2 separate regions of the Mus musculus genome follow, and region 1 is linked to region 2. Evidence: chromatin contacts called from public Hi-C data. All regions are on one chromosome and are shown on one strand. The core of a region is the stretch at or near the end of the contact, and the rest is flanking DNA. Distances in the headings are between cores, read along the strand shown.

Region 1 (6,589 bases), core at 2,503-5,002, 240 kb before region 2:
TTAAAAAAAAAGGGTAAATAGCAAAAAAACTTGGGGGACAATTAAGAGGTCATTAAAAGGTAAGAAAAAAATATGTAAAAGGAAAATGAGAAGCAGAAGACAATAGTGTAGTATTGCAAAGCCAAAAGGCAAGAGATCAACATATCCGAGTTCCATAAAGGAAATAAAGAACAGTAACTTACCAAAGTTTCATACATTCACTAACACTGATGTGAACCAACCTGCCCCTGACCTCTTGGCTTTCACCTTACAGAGGCAGAGGCTAGCAATAAACACATACAATAATTTTAGGTACAGTTAAGTACCAAGAAGAAAAGTAATAATATTTTTTTTTCTTGGTTTTTCAAGACAGGGTTTCTCTGTATAGCCCTGGCTGTCCTGGAACTCACTCTGTAGACTAGGTTGGCCTCGAACTCAGAAATCTGCCTGCCTCTGCCTCCCAAGTGCTGGGATCAAAGGTGTGCGCCACCACTGCCCGGCGATTTATTTTTATACATAAGTACACTGTAGCTGTCTTCAGACGCACCAGAAGAGGTCGTCAGATCTCATTACAGATGGTTGTGAGCCACCATGTGGTTGCTGGAATTTGAACTCAGGACCTTTGGAAGAGCAGTCCGTGCTCTTACCTGCTGAGCCATCTCTCCAGCCCAAAAAGTAATAATAAAACAAAAAAGCAAGTGAGAGCAGAGAGTGTTGTGTGATGCTCAAACAATGTCCCTCCTCCAGCTCTCCATTTTTCTGTATGTTATGCATGTGTTTGAGGGGTGTGTGCACGTGTGCATGTGTATGTGCACGTGCCCCTGGAGGGCCAAGTTCAATGTCTTTTTTTAAAATATTTATTTATTATATGTAAATACACTGTAATGTGTCTTCAGACACTCCAGAAGAGAGCATCAGATTTCGTTATGGATGGTTGTGAGCTACCATATGGTTGCTGGGATTTGAACTCAGGACCTTTGGAAGAGCAGTCGGCACTCTTAATCACTGAGCCAGCTCACCAGCCCCCAAGTCCAAGGTCTTAACTCATCTTCTGATTGTTCTCACCCCTTATTCACTGAGGCAGAGTCTATCAAACTCATAGCTTGGAGGTCTGACTAGTCTCACCAGCCAGCTTGCATTGGGCACTCCTTGTCTCCAGTTGTCTTCCTTTCCTTTCCTTTCCTTTCCTTTCCTTTCCTTTCCTTTCCTTTCCTTTTCTCTGTGTAGCTCTGGCTGTCCTGGAACTCACTCTATAGACCAGGCTGGCCTGATTAAAGGCATGGGCCACCACCGCCCGGCCCTTGTCTTCACTTTCTGAGGCTGGCATTACAAGTGGCACCTAGTATTTATATGGATCTGGGCACCAAACTCTAGTTCTCTGGTGTGTCCCTGGTATGGATAGCAGGACAGCAAAATGGACCCTACATGTGGACAGGGGTGGCAGGTGAGACAACAGAAGCAACACCAGGGATCAAAACTTGTGGGTAGGTAAGATCCTTGGACTTCAGAGTGAGATGGAAAGTCTTTGGAAGATTTTTATGAGTACAGTTATCATCTATGTCTTAGCTTAGATTTCTATCCCTGTGATAATACACTATGACCAAAAAGCAAGTTGGAGAGGAAAGGGTTTATCTGGCTTACACTTCTCCATCACTGTTTATCATGAAGGAAGTCAGGACAGAAGCTGTGGAGGGATGCTGTTGACTCCCCATGGCTAGCTAGCTCAGCCTGCTTTCTTATAGAACACAGGACTACCAGTGGAGGAATGACATCACTCACATGGGCTGGGCCCTCCCCCATCAATCACTAAGAAGATGTCCTAGAGGCTTGCCTACAGCCCAGTCTTAGGAAGGCATTTTCTTAACTGAGGTGTCTTCCTCTCAGGTAACTTATTTCTGTCTAGCTAACATACGACTATCCAGCACAATCTAATTTTCTAATTTCTGTTTTTAATGGTCACTGTGATGATGTGTAAAAGGATCAGGCTGAAGGAGGGTGGAGACTGGAATTACTATAAGGCTACTACTAAGACATGAACCTGACTTAGACCAGGGAGCAGCAGCAGAGGTTGTGAGACACTGTCGAGTTTTTGGTGGCAAAGCTGCCAAGATTTCCTGATGATTTGATGAAAGACAGTAAAAGAGCAGTTAAAGTGGGTTTAGTTCCCATGCTATTTCTTATTTCTATTTTGAAATACTTTGCTTCTTTTTAGTGACAGGGATTGGAACCAGGAACATCTGCAGTCCCAGACTCCCAGAGGTTTTATTTGGCAGCTCAAAGAACTCAACAGTCAGTTTTTGAGCTGGAGTGAATGTCACGAGTTATGATGCTAACTTCTAAGGGGAAACATTAAGCAGAATGACAACTGATGGCTTTTTGTAAACAGCTTTGAGAAAAAAGTTATTTCTGTTCTGTTTCTGAAGACTATAATTAAGAATTGCCCTTTCCTCACTGGCCATCTGAAGCAAAAGGGTCACTAGCAGCTGTACTGGAGTCACCAGGTGGACAAGAGGGCCGAACATATACATATGCCACAAGGGCCGGAAGGACAGAGTGTCATTACACTGGACTGAGGTGACCTTTCTTGTTCGCACTATTGAAGACCGTCTACCCAGTGAAAAGCATTATGATAATCTTTGTTTTTTGTTTGGTTTTGGTTTTGGTTTTTCGAGACAGGGTTTCTCTGTGTAGCCCTGGCTGTCCTGGAACTCACTTTGTAGACCAGGCTGGCCTCGAACTCAGAAATCCGCCTGCCTCTGCCTCCCAAGTGCTGGGATTAAAGGCGTGCAGCACCACCACCTGTCAGGTTGATAATATTTATGATCCAGGACCATTAATTTCTTGGCAAATCAGTTACAGAAACACCACTGTTAACTTTTTCAAAAGTAGCAGCATTACAAAACTAGTTATAACCTATTGGATTTGCTTATGACTTTTGTCATATTTTCTTTTTAAACAAGGCTTTGCTATGTAGCCCTCCGGCCTCCACTTCTGCAATGCTAGAATTCCAGGTACCTAATACCTCAATTGGCTCAAATATTCTTCTTTATGGATGTTAGGACATCCAGGCTGAGGATGTGGCTTCGCTGGTAGTACCTGCCTAGCATGCCTAAGGCCCTGGGTTCAACATTCTTTAAACCTGTATAAACCTGGCATGGTGGCACACACTTGTACTCCCAGTGCTGAGGAGGAGGCAGGCCAGTCATAGGGAGGAGACAAGGCCAACCTGGGCAGCATGAGACCCTGTTTCAGAACTAAACTGAAAAGACAAATGAGGTAAACTACTGGCTACTGGGCAAACAGGAAATGTCAGAAAAAAAATCCTGTCAGAAAAAAATCTTGGCAATATGCATAATTTTTTGAGGTCTATAAGACAGGTTTTGGTGGCTTTTTTGTTTGTTTGTTTTGTTTTTTCGAGACAGGGTTTCTCTGTATAGCCCTGGCTGTCCTGGAACTCACTCTATAGACCAGGCTGGCCTCGAACTCAGAAATCCACCTGCCTCTGTCTTCCAAATGCTGGGATTAAAGGCATGTGCCACCACTGCCCAGCATTATATATAAGACAGTTTAATATTTTATTACACTAGACAGTATGAAATTGCCTTCTATAGGCCTAAAATAATACACAGTTTCTTTCATGAGCTCTCCTTTTGGTGTTTTGTACGAGGTTGAGCTTGTTTCCAGCTTCCAGGGACTGTATCACAGGTCTACACCAGGGATATACCTGCTTCACACGCCAGCAACAGCAGTAACCACGGCTGTTCTGCTACACCACACCACACCACACCACACCACGCCAGAAAAAGAAAGGCCTGTGAAAGTGCTTCTCTCTGAATGATGTCACTTCTTTGTTGCTTTGCCTTCTTTTCTATTCAGGGTCTCACTGTGTGGCCCTGGGCTGGGTTGGAACTTGCCAGAGTAGACCAGGTTGACCTAAAACTCGTGTGTCCAGCCTCTTGTCTCTGCACCATGATTGCTGGAATTACAGATGTGAGCCACCATCCAAAGGAAGGTTTACTTTTTGTAGTAATAAATAGAACCACACTGAATTAACACAACTGTGAAACTGGTATTATGAAAGAAAGCAGACAAATGGGAATAGAAAGCCATTCAATCCCTTGAACTCACTTGTTACATGGATGTGAAACAGAACTGTTTAAATTACTTGGAGAAGAAAACACGTCAAATATGTTAAGGTAGATAAATAGTACCTATTTTGTTACTTAATAATAAGACAAACCTTTCCAAATACCAAAAGAAAAAAAAAGTCTCCCAAGAATTCCAAACAGTATCAGAAATGCAAATTTGAACTTTTCTTAGTTGATCAAAAGTTAAAATTTCTGTAGGATGTGGTAGACCACTCCTTAATCCCAGCACTGAGGCAGGTAGATTTCTATGAGTTCAAGAGCCAGCAGGTCTACATATCAAGTTCCAGGCCAGCCACGGCTACATAGTAAGGGACTTTCTCAAAAAAAAAAAAAAAAAAAAAAAAAAAAGTTAAAATTTCCACATTTACTTTGCAATTCATTAAACTAAACTATCTAGAGTTACTTAAAAATAAATTTAGTATATCACTAAAATCAAGGCAAAAGCACAGCGGTCTAAAGAAAAATATGTTTGATTTCTAGATACGAAAACAGAACAGCAGGCTGCAGGAGTAAAGGCAATGGAGTTTAGAAAGTGACTGATTATAAAACTAAAAGACCACCTAAAATTGGAATGAACAACTCTATTGTAGAACTGGTTTAATCTGCAATAGACCCATAAGTCTAAAGGGGTATCCATTTCTAAAATGTTACCCTAGAAGTTTAAAGACACCTGAAGTGCCTACATGTTTATACAACATTAATTTAAAAAAATACCCAAATTCCCTAGTGACAAGTCAAAGTCTGCAGTGGTTCTAATAAAGTATTTTAGAAGGGTAGTCTCCAGACAAGGGGGAGATGAAAATGGGGAGAATAACACATTTTTCTCATTGACATTTTCTCAATGCGTTCTTTGATACAATTCGTAAAAGGAGGAAAAGAGGCATCAAGTGAAATCTCATTTGGTCCTGGCCACAATGGGCATAGGTGATGGCTCTCAACCCACCAACAGCTGCTTGCCCAACTTTCTTAGCTCATTTGGTCAACTCCCTTTCTCATTGCAGAAATATCTGGAATTAATGTGTTATGCTCAATTCTGCCAAGACAGCATCCGTAAGAAAATACAAACTACAATCTCTGCAAGAGGGGAGTACTACAAACACATCGAGCACAGTGGCGGTGTACAGACCACCTATGTCACTCTCTATAACAGTGTCCATGTGCTGTGCACAACAGGGTAGCAGCCCTGTTAGTTCAGAGGAATACCACACAAGACCCGAAGGACAAAGTGCTTTATTCATAAGTAAAATGTCCACAGTATGTTACTGGAAATGGTAAAGCGCCATTTATTAATTGTAAACACATTCACAGCTCACAATTCTTTAGTGCTGAATATATGAATGTATGGACTGACAGAGGAAGATCAGGACAGTAGTTCCGGTTTATCCATTAAAGAGACAAGGTTGCTGGCAGCTTTCCCACTGCAGCCTTAGTGGGAAAACTACTTCAAACTCCATGCCATGGTCTTTCTCCTCTCTCCTTGAAGTGGCACCCACCTGCCGATAAAATGCTAACCAAAAGGTGTACAAGAGAAATTAATACAAAGGTACTGCCCTGAAGGAAATCCCAATACAGGCCAGTAATTTGCTTTCTATAGTGACCTCAAATTGCCAAGATAAAAGTATAAGCAATACATACATAGTACCCCTGTTTAACAGCACAGAAATATCTGTATTGTTTCATTTTCATGGTTTCTCATAAAAACAAACAAACGCCTTAAGATAGTCAGGCATATGGGTGATGGCCTTCCTATCAGCACTCAGGAGGCAGATCTCCAGGCCAGCCAGGACTCCAGAGTAAGAGCCAGTCTATTAAAAAATTAAATAAAAAATAAAAAATAAAACCAAAATAGTACTTAACATATTTAAAGGGGTCCGTATCACCTATTTGGTAAATATGTTTACTAGAAAAAGCGTATGAAAAAAATGTAAAATTGCTTTGTTAGTGTGCTATGATGAACAAGTACAAGCTTGCGTGCACAGGCTCGCACAGAAGACAACGTTTAGGGAGCCGGTTCTCTCTCTGCCTGGCTTTCATTGTCTCGGCCACGCTGCTGCATACTCCAGACTAGTTGGCCAGCAACCTTCCAGGGTATTTTCTTATCTCTATCTACCATCTCACCATAGAAGTGCTTGGGTGACAGATGTAGATCACCACATCTGGCTTTTTTTGGTGGGTTCTGGGGATTGAACTCAGGTCAGACTGATGTGCCAAATAGTTTTACCCTCTGAGCTGACTCCCACCCCTCAGAAAAAAATTTAAAATATGCTAAGCAATATCACCTTTTAAAAATTTATTTATTTATTTATTTATTTATTTATTTATTTATTATACCTAAGTACACTGTAGCTGTCTTCTGACACATCAGAAAAGGCCATCAAATCTCACTACAGATGGTTGTGAGCCACCATGCAGTTGCTGGGATTTGAACTCAGGACCTCTGGAAGAGTAGTCGTAACTTCTGA
Region 2 (6,508 bases), core at 624-3,123:
TCTATGTTCCTCCCCACTACCTGAGAACAAAATATAAAGTCCCTTTTAAAAAGTGCCCCCCATCCCGGTCTCTTGCCAGGATGAGGAGAGAACAATCTCAATGTAGACACGAGGACCTAACAAAAGAGGGTACACAAGCAAACCACACTATCTAGCCCTCATCTACCAGCGGTTTCCACATCTGTCTTCTCACAGTACCCACTTAGCCTTGTAGCTCTAAGGCTTTTCTTTTACCTTGTCACTTGGCTACAAATATACTGGTTGGTGTTAAACTGTGCTGTAAGTCTGAATTCTAACTACCCTGTTCAGTTAGTCACCTCTTAATGCACATAGCATGTGCGTATTAAAGACCCACTGCTTGTTAATAATCTTTTGTTTGCTTCTCTTTCATTAATATCTTCTATTGCTGTAAGTTACAGGCCAAGCGAGTGAACCTGAGATGGGCAGAGAAGGTTTCCTTCCCTACACTATCTGGAAGTGTAACAGTATAAAGTATTAAGTGTGCAGAACTGTCTTCCCACTGGAACAACTGACTATGTGAGCTAGCACCTGCTGGATCATTTTCTTGGCTAAATGTTGTGAACCGCCACACAAAGGAAGTGAAAGTAGATACAAGTGATGAAGCAACTGAGAAAAAAAATCATCTAGTTTGTACTATATCTCAGAAATGGGAGGGGAAATTTTCATCCAATTTCCTGCTAACATCTAAGAAAGTTCTTACCAAGCCACACTTAAATTTTATTAAAAATTAACCCAATGACCAAGGGTTAATTGGGTTATGTTAAGGGTTCACTAGGGGTTGGCAGAGGAGCTCAACAGAAACTGGAGGAGCCAAGCTTAACAAGCAACACTGGAGAAGTCAATTAGCAAATTCCTAACATAGGCCGAATAGCAAGAAGTGTGTAAGAAAAGAACATGGGTATTTTCAAACATGGAAGAACTCAAAACTCAGCTCTCTTTTACCCTCCACAAAAAATTATGATTGAAGTGTGGGAGGATAAGCTTTAGCAATTTTAAGGAGAAAAATAACAAAAAAAGAAGAGGGGGTGAGAAAATAAGAGACTAAAAAGACAAAATTGTGAAATCAGTTACCTGATGGTGTGGATTCGAATAGCTGCACAGAAGAAGTGCAGACAGGACCTGAGGCCACTAAAAGAAACAGGCAAGGGTTGTTGCCAGTTCTTTCTACCACAAACCTGATGCAAAGTTTAGGGGTTTCATTTTTGTGCTTACAAGAAGGATCAAGCATCCTCCTGCCGCTACTTCTCAAGTGGCTGCTAGATGTTCAAATATCTATTCTGTTTTAAAGGACCCTTCCTATGTATAGAGAAAGATCTTTTTCTGACATTCCTGGTGCACATGCAGTCACTGTGAAGAGCTGTTTGGGTATCACTCTCGCAATCTTAAAACGTTAGGTAGTTTTTGACCTAATGATTTCACCTTTAGGATTCACCCCACTGATATACCAAATATATGTTCTAAAAGCATGCCATGTGTTTTAGGTCTCTGCCACCATTGTTTGTTGGTTGTGACTGTAAATTACTGACTAAGCAGTTACTTGTCACTCAGGAAGTACTTTCAACACCAATATGCACAATGTAAGCCTTTGAGCCCCCAAAATATAAATTTCGTAAGTATCACCATTTATTTTTGGGTTTCCTGGTTCTGAAAGATAGCTTATAACAGTTATTTTACCCCAAATAGTGACAAGGTTCTAACATGCAAAAGAATAAGACATATTAGCTGTATCTCTGAACAGCTGAAACGGGTTTTGTGTGTGTGTGTGTGTGTGTGTGTGTGTGTGTGTGTGAGGACTGAAACAGCCAGCTAATGGAGAGCCAAGGGGAGAAGCATTCTTTGTTCTCAATTTGGCCCCTTCTACTTCTCCACACTTACCTTCCCCTAGGGAGGTAGCATACAAGCACCCACTGGTTTACTCAATGTTAGCTATATTTTGTTGACATGGCAACAGAAATACACATAAAGGAAGGCACAAAAAGGGTTATTTGCTTATAATTGGTTCAAACTCTTCCCATTCAGGAGAAAAGACTTTAAATAAGCACACAAGACTTTGATAAAGACTAGATAGAGAAGACTTTTCTAGTACAAAGCTAAGAGAGGAACCAGGCACTGCTGTGTGCTGTTGCACCTCTCACTTCCGTAGCTTGTTGCTGAGTGATCCCAAATTACAGAACTGAGTAATGGTTTCAATTATGTTTCTGAAAGAGTTCACACCTTCAGATCTCAAACTAACAGGGCTATTTCAACATTCTGGCTTTTATAAACTAGTGCCAAGAGGAAGTTTCAGGGATCAAGAGTGAATACACCCAAGCTAAGAAGTATGTCTTTAGAACATAACTAGAAACATAATATGTGGGGGGCTATTTTAAGCCCACCACCATCCTGTTATAAAATGAATATCCTTAAAAAAAGCTTTAAGCACATACACACACACATACATAGGCACACACACATAAACACACAGACATACTCATATAGATACATAGATATATACACAGATACACACAAGCACAGACACCCATACACAGAAACACATACACACAGAGACACACAGAGAGATACACAGGCATACACATAGCCCTCCTGAAATAGACATAGACATACATATACACACACAGACACACACACACACACATACACGCACACAAACATGACACATGCAGAGAGGGTATAAGAAGAAAAGAGACACAGATTAACTTAACAGTAAAAACAAAAACAAAGCCTTGAGTGCTAGCTCTTCCTTTTCTTTTGTTTTTTGGAGACAGGGTCTCACTTTGTAATTCTAGCTGGCCTCAAAATTATAATGTAAACCAGGGCATCCTTGAACTCCCAGAAATCTGCCTGCTTCTGTCTCCTAAATGCACAGGCACATGTGTAGGAAAAATACTCATACACATAAAAATAAGAAATTAAAATAAAAGAGCCCTATTATCTAAAAAAATCTCAACTGTCATATATTAACCTGATTCTAAGTTTATATTATAAATAGTAATTGAACACACTAAGCCTTTCTTTTACCTATTCAGGATCAACTCAGGACTTTAGGCGTGCTAATAACAAGTGAGCTATTTCCTCAGCCTCTAGTCTTGATTTTGATTGAATCTAACTACACAGCTCAAAGGCTGGACTGGACTTGCTATACGGCACAAGCTGGTCTCAAAATCAAGATCCTTTTACCTTAGCCTCAGAAGTTCTGATTACAGATGAATACCACCATACACAGTCATAAATCTAAATATTTTTATTGCTATTCTTCTTGATGTGACCAGTTCTTATGTAGCCCAAGCCAGCTTCTAATTTACTGTAGCCAGGGATGACCTTGAACTTCTGACCCTCCTGCCTCCACCTCCCCAGTGCTGGGATTGTCTTATATGGTGCCAGGGATAGAACCCAGGGCTTTCTGTATACAAGGCAAGCATTTCTTGAGACAGGCTGGCTTCAAACTTGCTGTGTAGCCAACGATGGCTGACCTATAATTTCTGATCCTCCTAAGCCCATCTCCCAAGTGCTATGTTATAGAAGTGCACAATCACACCAGGTCTTACGTGGTGCAGGGGTTTGAACAACACATTCTACCAACTAAGCTGTAGCCTTAGCACCTTTTTATCTTTGTGTGAGAAAAGCAGCTTGTGTAGCCCAGACTCGACTAGTGAGTCTCTTGCTTCCATGTTACAGCTTGCGTATGAAATGGCCCCAGCCGGCTCATTTATTGCAGGTATGGATGTCAGCTGATGAACTTTTAGAAAGGGGCCTGATCTTCTCTTCCTCCTCCTTTTTTAGTTGACTGTGGGCCAATCATTTGTTTACTTTAATTATTATTAATAGTAGTCGCTTTGTGTGTGTAGATCAGAGTACAACTTTTAAGATTTGGTTTTCTTCTTCCTCTGAAATCCAGAGGTCAAACTCAGGCTTTCAAGTTAGCACAGCCTTCTAAGCCATAAAAAGTGACCTGGTCAATTACTCTTCATTAAACTCAGAATATCATGGCATTGTTGAGAAATGGTAAAATGGGGGAGATTTAGTTGAAGGAGTGGTCAGTGGGAGGGTGGCCTCTTGAGCTGTGTCTCACTTGTGGTCCTAAGCTTTTCTGCTTCCTGTTCCTCATTCTCAGTGAACGGCTTTGCCACTGATCCAGAAACAGAGCCAATGGGCTGAAATCTCAGACAGGGAGCCAAAATAATTAATTCTTCACGTTAAATTGTCCTCTTTTGTATTGTGGTCACAGCTATGCAAGAGGAAGTAAAATAAAACAAAACAAAATGAATTGGCAAGACAAGTGTGTACCACCGTACTTGGCTTATTTCTTTAAATTCCAAGAAGTAGAATTCTAAGAGAAAAGAAATAATATTCTCTATTGCCAATGTGCATACCAGAAAAGTACCAACTTATATTCTCATCATCATGAATAAAAACTGCTCATCTCTATATTCCTTTGTCTACGTAGGATGTTATAGATTTTAAAAATATTCATGTCTTGAGAGGCTGGAGAGATGGCTCCGTGGCTAAGAGCACTGGCTGCTCTTCCAGAGGACTTGGGTTCAATTCCCAGATCCCACGCTGGCTCCGGACTCAAGGGAACCTCCATAGGCACTGGGTATGCACACAGTGTGTGTGTGTGTGTGTATGTGTGTGTGTGTGTATGTATATATGAGAGAGCAGGCAAAACATTCATACCCATAAAACAAAATTTTAAAAACTTTAAATATAGGATTCTAACAAGTGCAAGAAGGGGTTTCCCCGCTCTTGCTCATCTCCTATGTGGAGGTTAACTTTTATGATTCAGTTATGAAGTCTGGATTTTATACCATTACTGATGACTCCTTTCAACGTTTTCATGATCTTACTTTTAAAATACGTTATTCAATATGAAGAAAAAAGAAACACATGATAATTTTCCTGTCATTTCTCAAACTACAGTAGTTATGGCCAATGAGTGATACACATTTACTTAATGTGGAAAAGCTATCAAACACACACACACACACCCATACACACACACACACACACAGGGAGAGAGAGAGAGAGAGAGAGAGAGAGAGAGAGAGATTGATTATTAACTTAGGGTCTTGAAATGTCCTGAGCAAAGAGATTCTCCTCTACTCTGCTGTAAAAGTACACTAGAACATTGGTTCTTAACCTTCCTAACGCCGCGACTCTTTACTACAGTTCCTCCTGTGGTGGTGACCCTCAACCATAACATTATTTTCACTGCTACTTCACAACTATAATTCTGCTGTTATAAATCATAATGTAAATATCCGTGTTTCCCAATACTCTTAGGTGACCCTGTGAAAGGGTTGTTTGGCCCCTGAGGAGACTGCAATCCCCAGGTTGAGAACCACTGATCTAGAAACCACCTAAGACTGTATAAATCATGCCTTGGCAGGGGTAGTATTCCTTACCCACAACACTTTCACAGGGCTATTCTAAGACCATCAGAAAACACAGACATTTACATTATGATTTATAACAATAGCAAAATCACACTTTTATGAAGTAGCAATTAAAACAATTTTATGGTTGGAGAATCACCACTAAGTGAGAAAGTGGGTCACAGCACTAGGAACATTGAGAACCACTGCTCTACAGGATTCCAAAGAACAGGCAAGCTCTGCTTGGCGACTGTGTGAGCCTATCTGGAATTTTTCTCAACTGAACCTCGTGGGAACATCTCCAATCCACTCTCACCTCTCTAAGAGATAAGAATCTCACAGGCAAGTGGTTTACATCACATTCTGAAAACTCACACTGCTACTTCTGGCTTCTTTCACCCTTATTGTTCTTTTTTGTTCTGTTTTGTTTTGTTTTGTTTTGTTTTGTTTTGTTTTGGTTTGGTTTGGTTTTCGAGACAGGGTTTCTCTGTGTAGCCCTGGCTGTCCTGGAACTCACTCTGTAGACCAGGCTGACCTCGAACTCAGAAATCTGCCTGCCTCTGCCTCCCGACTGCTGGGATTAAAGGCGTGCGCCACCACGCCCGGCTGACCCTTATTGTTCTTAGATGCTAAACCAATTCATCTTGCAACACAGTCTGTCTTGACACTTGACACTTGGAGGATCCACACTGATGGGGGTATATAATTTAGTACAATGAGAAAAGACTCAGATGCCTGTTCAAATGGAACCAGGCACCATGTTCTTAATGCCTGACACTGTCTTTAGAGCTGCAACATAGCTCCTTATAAACAAGGTACTTAGAAATCATGGTGTCTAGAAATGAAAAAAAAAAAAGCAGGAGTTGTTTTTGTCATTTTGTTTTGTTTTGTTTTGCTTTGTAAAAGTATATTGTGTAGGGGCTGGAGAGATGGCTCAGTGGTTAAGAGCACCGACTGCTCTTTCAAAGGTCCTGAGTTCAAATCCCAGCATCCACATGGTGGCTCACAGCCATCTGTAACAAGATCTGATGCCCTCTTCTGGTGTGTTTGAAGACAGCTACAGTGTACTTACATTTAATAAATAAATAAAATCTAAAAAAAAAAAGTATATTGTG

Evidence for each region. Hi-C and Micro-C count contacts between places; a contact is called where the count stands out from the background.
Region 1: a contact with region 2 is called in a Hi-C map of CD8 T cells, with 3 times the contacts expected there. The contact joins two enhancer-like sites. A contact is called at or near these places in 13 of 484 Hi-C or Micro-C datasets (the 3T3-L1 cell line, the AML12 cell line, CD8 T cells and 9 more), 2 of 115 datasets of contacts at active chromatin or transcription factors (embryonic stem cells and memory CD8 T cells) and 2 of 9 other capture datasets (adipose tissue and macrophages).

The regions. Positions count from the first base shown.
Region 1 is chr6:30,063,379-30,069,967 of GRCm38.p6, reverse strand. The region is part of intron 1 of Nrf1 (nuclear respiratory factor 1); the gene reads right to left. Among named protein-coding and RNA genes, the nearest start is that of Nrf1, 19 kb to the right of the region's middle. Within about 2 kb of position 3,752, at least 9 of the 459 cell types and tissues checked have an H3K27ac peak or open chromatin away from gene starts, as enhancers often do. A contact at or near this core is called in CD8 T cells and memory CD8 T cells, where this site is marked.
Region 2 is chr6:29,823,101-29,829,608 of GRCm38.p6, reverse strand. The region is part of intron 1 of Ahcyl2 (S-adenosylhomocysteine hydrolase-like 2); the gene reads right to left. Among named protein-coding and RNA genes, the nearest start is that of Ahcyl2, 58 kb to the right of the region's middle. Within about 2 kb of position 1,873, at least 73 of the 459 cell types and tissues checked have an H3K27ac peak or open chromatin away from gene starts, as enhancers often do. A contact at or near this core is called in CD8 T cells and memory CD8 T cells, where this site is marked.